Regions from separate parts of the Gossypium arboreum genome. Here region 1 is linked to region 2. Evidence: chromatin contacts called from public Hi-C data. All regions are on one chromosome and are shown on one strand. Each heading gives the region's core, a stretch centred on a gene start, on an enhancer-like site or on the middle of the called end of the contact. The rest is flanking DNA. Distances are from core to core; before and after follow the strand shown.

Region 1 (3,428 bases), core at 56-2,555, 560 kb after region 2:
ATCTTCTTAATAGCCACTTTCTCTCCAGTGTGAGTATCTATAGCAGATGCAACCACACCATAACTTCCTCGGCCGACTACATCTGTTATTTCATATTGACTTGCTTCACCATATTCAGTGAAAAAGTCTTTGTCAAACATTTCCTGATCAAAAAAAGAATCCATTAGGTTCCATGTTAAACAAAATCAATATGAAAAGCTTACACTTTGAATGGGTTCACAACATATTTGAAGTAATACAAAAATGTACATGAAACTACCTAGCATAGAATTAGATGTTAATCTTCTAAGTACTGGAAATCTATGGATTTGATTTTCAAATACTGTACTCGAATCTGTAGATTTGGTTCGAATTTGAATTCGAATAGATCCTATCATAATCTTTCGAATGTATAGATATATCAGATTTTTACTCATATTTTTATATAGTGACTATGCCCATCCTCATAGTTCGTGGAAAAAATGAAATCCAAATTCACTGTCATAAAATCCTATAATCAAATAAGGAAAACTTGTTTTCTATGGTGACCTCTAGCAACCCTAACTTCTCAATTGGATGCAAATATTAGTATATTAAACCAAGAAAAAGACAAAACCAAACACATCAAAGATGATTCTTTTTTCATCTATTTCCAAAATTTCAAAATATTAGAATAAAAGCCATGTCTAGAGAATGTTTAGGACTTAAAAAATAATTTAATTAATAAATAAAGAATCTGAGAAAGGAAATTCCAGCAGACAAATTCCTAGTTATTATTAAAAGTCAAGAGAAGAAATTCAACTAAAAGAGCTTGTAGGTAAAAACCACTTCATTTTCAAGTCATTTTCGTCGCTAAAAGTTCCATTATATGAGCAAAACTTCAAACCTCCATATCACTCATCAAATAGACATTCAAACTCCCCAAAAAGAAAAGCAAAGAAAAAAAAAACCATAACTCATTGAAATAAAAACAGATAATTTAAGCGGTTACAGAGCAAAAAGAAATTACCCTTTTCTTTCGGGGGCAAACGAATCCAAGGCTGCAGCTGAAGCTTGAAGATTGATGATAAAGAGGTTCAAATAAATGCGGAGACAAGATATGAAATTGATGACAAGAGCTTCAAATAGACGCTGAAACCACAGAACAGATATGAACTGCTCAAATAACACCTCCACCACCTTATACGTAGAAATACAGCACCAGTAGGCGTATTTTATACGTGCATATACTATCTATCTTGAATCCAGTGGGGTTGGATGTTGACAAAACGAACAACTTGGTCATGTTAAGTATTTATATTAAATATATAGGGTAGATAACAATTATCATTTAGCTGTTTTCTATGAATGAACCCTTTCACGTTTCAAGAAAATCCACAAAAAATCTATTCACCAAGTAAATTTTAAATAAAAACACAATTATATTTTTGTTATTTTTATTGTTTTAATTGCAAAATTTATTTAGAGAAATAATTCGTTTTTGCTTACGTAAGTACTGTATACGTCTTTTCATTGACTTGTCACCATCTTGATTAGCATTTTAGGGTTGATTGGAGCTTTTTTATTATTATTTTAATTCCATTTCAAGTTTTTCCTTTAATTTTTCTAATTTTTACTTTTTAATTGAATTAATTCATATTGTTTCAAGATTTTTTATTTTTAATTAATGTTTTTAGTTAATAAATATGTTATCAAATTTTATTTTTAATTGATATTTTTAATTAACAATTCTTTTATTTATATAAATAAAATATAAATATGTAATTATATAATTAAAATATATATATTTATATATTATTATGTTAAATATTTTTTCTCTTGGGCTTGTGCTCAAGCGTCCTACCATGTGGGAGTCCACTTATATTTACCGTACATATATACGTGTGGGGACTACTGAAAAAAAAGTTAGTTTTCTTTTGGTGTACCGATAAAATCTAAGAAAAGAGAAGTGGGCGAGAAAAAAATGGTTCTTTGTACACAAATCAACCTTTGTATTTTCCTTTACCGGAGGTTGATTTAATGTTCGTTGGAGCTTATTTTTTTATAGTAGGTAGTAGACTCAAAATTTTTTAATGTGTACAGATTTTTTTTTTGGCTACTGTAACTTTGGGTTTTTAGCTTTTAAAGTCTAACATCTTTTTGATAATATTTTTAACTTTTCTCTTAAAGTTTACTTAAGCTTATTTGTTTATAGTTTGAATTGTAAACTTTTTATTGTGGCGGATTGTGATCTTGTAAAAAGGACTTTCTAGTCATGTGGTTTTTATCATTTGCTTTAAAAGGATTTTTTACTAAAAATTATTTCTCGATTTATTAGTTTTGCTTGCGATATTGTGGTTGATTTGCACAAATTGTTAATATATTGTGTTATTGGGTTTGTCATAATTACTGAATTGATTTTTCGGGAGCAAAAGAATATCAATTGTGCTTTCGCATTGTTTCATTGGGTTTGGTTTCGTTTAAACAAACTAGTATCAAGAGCTTAGTTATCATGTTTGGTAATCATGAAAATTAGTACTAGTAAGATGATTATGTTAAATGACATAAATTATCAACTTTGGCAAAACAAAATGAAAGATATTTTGTTTGGGAAAGCTTTACATTTTCGTATTTTTGCTACTCAAAAGCCCGAGTCAAAAACTATTGAAAAGTGAGAATTTGAGCATAAGTAAGTGTGTGGTTTTATTCAACAATTTGTTAAAGAGAATGTTTATAACCAGTGATCAAGAGACACATGTGGGCACATTGTGAAACAAGCTTGAAAACTAGTATGCTTTGAAGTTTGGCAATAACAAGTTGTCCAATCTTTTAAAGACTTCAACTGTTATGTTTCTTGTACTTCATTTTACTGTTGAATGTTTATCTACACTTTTCTTTTAGGTTTTATAGAGTAAATATTCAATCTTTCATCTTTTCTCAAGCTTTATGTTAATGGCTGTCATTTCCTTTTCTTGCTTCTTTGCTACCTTAGATTTTAGCATGGATAACTAAATTATAAGGGGGTTGGTTGATGGAGACGTAGGTAAGTTGATTTTTGGATGAGGGACTGAATTGTAAATAAATTGAACTAAATCGAATAAATTTAAAAATTTAGGATTGATTCCCTAAGGGAAAACCAAAATAAGTGAGACCAAGAGAAGATCTTATTGGACACCAATTTGATAAGTCTCAGGTTTAATAAGCTATAAAAGTAACATATTTTAATCTCATTCTTAATGCGTTTTTGAATGATTAATTATGCAAATTAGTGAATATGATACTCCTAATACTTTAAATTCATATTTTTATACTTAAGAAGCATTTGGGAGCGAAAGAAGCGAAGAAAGAGCCAAAATCAGACAAAAAGAGCTATTTTCAGAATCCACAAGGGTTGGGCACATGCCCCTGTGAGCCATACAGGTTGGCCATACGCCCATGTGCCAGCCCGTGTCGATTTTGCACTCTGCTTC
Region 2 (3,549 bases), core at 724-3,223:
TTTTAATCCCCCATGCTCTCTATTATCAGCTTATGAAATCAGACCACATCATCAGTTCTTCATAAGTCTGTTGATCTGCTTTTTGGTCGTGTGTCGTTTTTTGTTTGTATAACCTGGTTTTGTGTTTATACATGGATGATTGCTTTTGCGTCTATGAAATAATAAGAAAAAGGACTTAATGAAATAGTTCTACATCTATCTATCTACCCGGTTTTATCGCTTACTTTATTTTTACATTCATCTAAATTTTATGTTAATTAAGTTTTGCAATGAGAAAATTATATTGATGAAAATAAGAAAGTGCAACTTCCTTTTGCAGCATAAAATGATATGAAATTTTAGGTGAAAGATGAGTGAAGGAAGGCCATAAAGACAACAAATGGCAAAATGTTTGCTTTGCTTATTATGCCATGCATACACGACCAGAAATGATATATAGGATAAAAAATAATAATAATAGTTATCCTGTAACTTGTTCCAAGTTGTTTGAAGGCGCTAAAAATATGAATAAATTCATAGAATTTTACAGTGACAACGTGGTGTTGTAATATATAGCTTGCTTTTAATTACTCTAATAAAATGTATATCACAGAGTGATAGTGATATATCAACGTCCAAAGACAACCGTTTTGTCAGGGAAATGACAAGAGAACCCCATAAAAATGAATCTAAGCTTTGAGAAACAGGCCTAAGACTGATTAGCATCATAAATTATTATATCTCTAATAACTAAACCTTTGAAACAAAATCTTTCGTTCAAATATTTCTACCTATATCATTAGTGTGAGAAAAAAATACCGATGGAATTATTGATTTAGTTTTTATTTATTCTGTTATATATATATCTACCCTAAGCTACTTTAGTAACACCCACCAACGAAATAATGATTCATTGAAAAGGAAAAAAAAAGAATGAGAATTCATTTAAATGTAAAAAAATATATATTAATTTATGTATATGCATAGGTGTATACGTATAGGGTACCTGGCCCTACGGTTCTGGAACCAAACTTCAACCTGCCTTGGCCTAAGCTTCAGCTGCAAAGCCAATGCCTCTTTCTGCTTCTGAAAACACAAAAATCCAAAAAGACATTAAATGAAAGAAATGGTGTGATGGATTTATGGGGTATTTTTTATGTTAAAAGAGGGAAATTGTTAGTTTGGTGTTAATTAATAAGTTTGGAAAGGGTAGGGTACTAGTTTGAAATTTTTACATACAGGGTTTAGGGTATGGTTTAGTCTGAAACTTTCTTCTAGAAGGCGAGACTGTTCTTTTGTAAGACGAAGCTTTTTTCGAGGAGGGGCACCATTATTGCAGCTTTCTTCTTCATCTTCCATGCTTGCTGTGATCCATTCATCTTCTGCTGGTACTTGGTTTATATCCAAATCTCTCACCGTACAACCCCCTTGATCACCTTTAACGTAATATTAAAAAGAAACGAGGTAAATAAATCAAATTTGATGCAAAATCAATCTATCTTCATCACCCTCTTCATCACCCATGGGGACGACCATCTTAAAAAGCATAAGAAAAAAAAGAAAAAAACATTTTTCTCGAAACCATGCATGGAATCCGGGTATAGCATAAGATCAAAGACTGATGATACTAAAAGGTTTGACATATGTGTGTATGTCTATGTTTATCAGTATTAAGAAGCAAACAATATTTTTGGCTTACCAGAAGAAGGGAAAGAAGGGGAAGAAGCGAAACCAGGAACAGATATCGTCAACTCCAAGTGTGAAGAACCGGTGGGTAAAACCGCCATGAAAGTTGCAGAAGAACAAAGAAGAGAAAGATAACGATTGATTTTAAGGAGATAAAAGGTAAAGTTTATAAAAAAGATAAAAATAAATAAATAAATAAAAGGGAAACAAAAGGAGACAAATAACAAGCACAAGAATATGAAAAGAAACGAAAGGAGGAGGAAAAAGATGGGGAGATGGTGTGACAGATATAAAAGTCTTAAGTAATAAATAGATACAGTAAATGAATAATAAAAATATTTTAATGAGGAAAAAGGAAAGCAAAATAAAAATATTATAATTAGCTAGGGTTTTTGACTGTGGTCGTCAAAGTCAAAGGCCTGACCCCATCTGATGTGAGACACGTATCATATCAGATAGATATTGGAAAATCTTAGGTGGTGTAGTACAATAAGGGGTATGTTTCGCTGTTTATAAAATGAGGAGTCTCATTGTTGGGTTCAAAAGTCAGCTTAAAATGATTGGGAGCTTAGACCGGGGAGCCTATTGGTTTGGGGGTGCCCTTCCTATACCCTACACCTCAGCCTCGTTACATCTTCATGGTGATGGAGGCATCTGGGCCATTCATTTGCCTGACCTTTTTGGTGATCAATGAATGATTTTAATAATCAGAAAGTGTCAAATGAATAATTATTGCGAGGATGGGGCAAATTAATGATGTTGGAAGGGTGTACAGAGGAATTGTAACGTATTAGATCATAAATGCAAAAGGGAGAAGAATGGGGAAACAAATTAACAGACATTAAATGGGAGGGAGGAAACAAGGGGTAAGGGCTGGGTAAGCCTAGGACTATTTTTGTTTTATGTTTTTAGGGATCCCTCTCACTCTTCTTTATTACTTCTACCTTTTTACACCCATACTTAATTGTACAACAATTATTAACTTGAATATTTCTCTCAAAACTTTCCATTTATTTGGTAAGTTTCATCCATTAATGGAAAAAGACGTTATTCAATGTTTTGTGGAGTTGGTAAGTATAATAACAAATTAGGTAACTATATCATTAATCATCTACCTCTTTCATTATAGTTATTTAAGCATTGAATCTCTAACGTTATATTATATTTCGTCTAATTTTTAATTTATTTTTATTTTAGTTATCTAAAATATCTTCTTTTAAGTATTGGAGTAAAAAAACATTAAATACAAATTATAATAAAGCATTAAAATTTGTCTTTACTCCTTACCGAAAATTTTATTTTTATATTGAAAATTTAAATTTTAAAACATCAAAATCAATTGAATAAAGTGTTGAAAATTTTATATCCATTGATGGTATAAGAGGATGTGTTACTACAATATTCAAATTAATTAATTAATTTAATCTTCTTCTAAAATTTAAAATTTATTTTATGTTCCCAAATTAAAATTAAAACAAATAACTCATCTTTAATAATTGTCTACAAAACCTAAATTTCTTTTGATTATATGATATTGAATCTTCCATGCTAAGCTAAAAGAAAAGAAAAATCATTACAATTAATTTAATTAATTAATTTTATCTTCCATACCAAAAAAAATCCATAATTATTTTCATCATTTCTTTAATTAATTTAATTAATTGCAATATTTCCTTTTAGCATGAAAAATTCAAAATATATAATAATAAAATTAAGTTTCCTAGACAATTATTAAATATGAATTATTTGAGTTGATTTCGTTAAAGATATTTTGTAAACATAAAATAAATTTTAAAATTTTAAAATAAATTAATTTAATTAATTTCAATATTATAGTAACAAATCCATTAAAATTATCAATAGATAAAATGTTTTAACAATTTA

The links. Hi-C and Micro-C count contacts between places; a contact is called where the count stands out from the background.
Region 1: a Hi-C map of leaf shows a contact between it and region 2, with 4 times the contacts expected there. The contact joins the promoter of LOC108467083 here to the promoter of LOC108466551 in region 2. A contact is called at or near these places in 2 of 5 Hi-C or Micro-C datasets (both in leaf).

The regions. Positions count from the first base shown.
Region 1 is chr2:72,934,109-72,937,536 of ASM2569848v2, forward strand. It overlaps LOC108467083 (mitogen-activated protein kinase 17-like), which reads right to left and starts at 1,306. Exons shown (of 11, transcript XM_053024998.1): 1 at 989-1,306; 2 at 1-143. The coding sequence starts at 140.
Region 2 is chr2:72,374,104-72,377,652 of ASM2569848v2, forward strand. It overlaps LOC108466551 (homeobox-leucine zipper protein HOX3), which reads right to left and starts at 1,974. Exons shown (of 4, transcript XM_017766920.2): 1 at 1,679-1,974; 2 at 1,219-1,415; 3 at 986-1,065. The coding sequence starts at 1,766.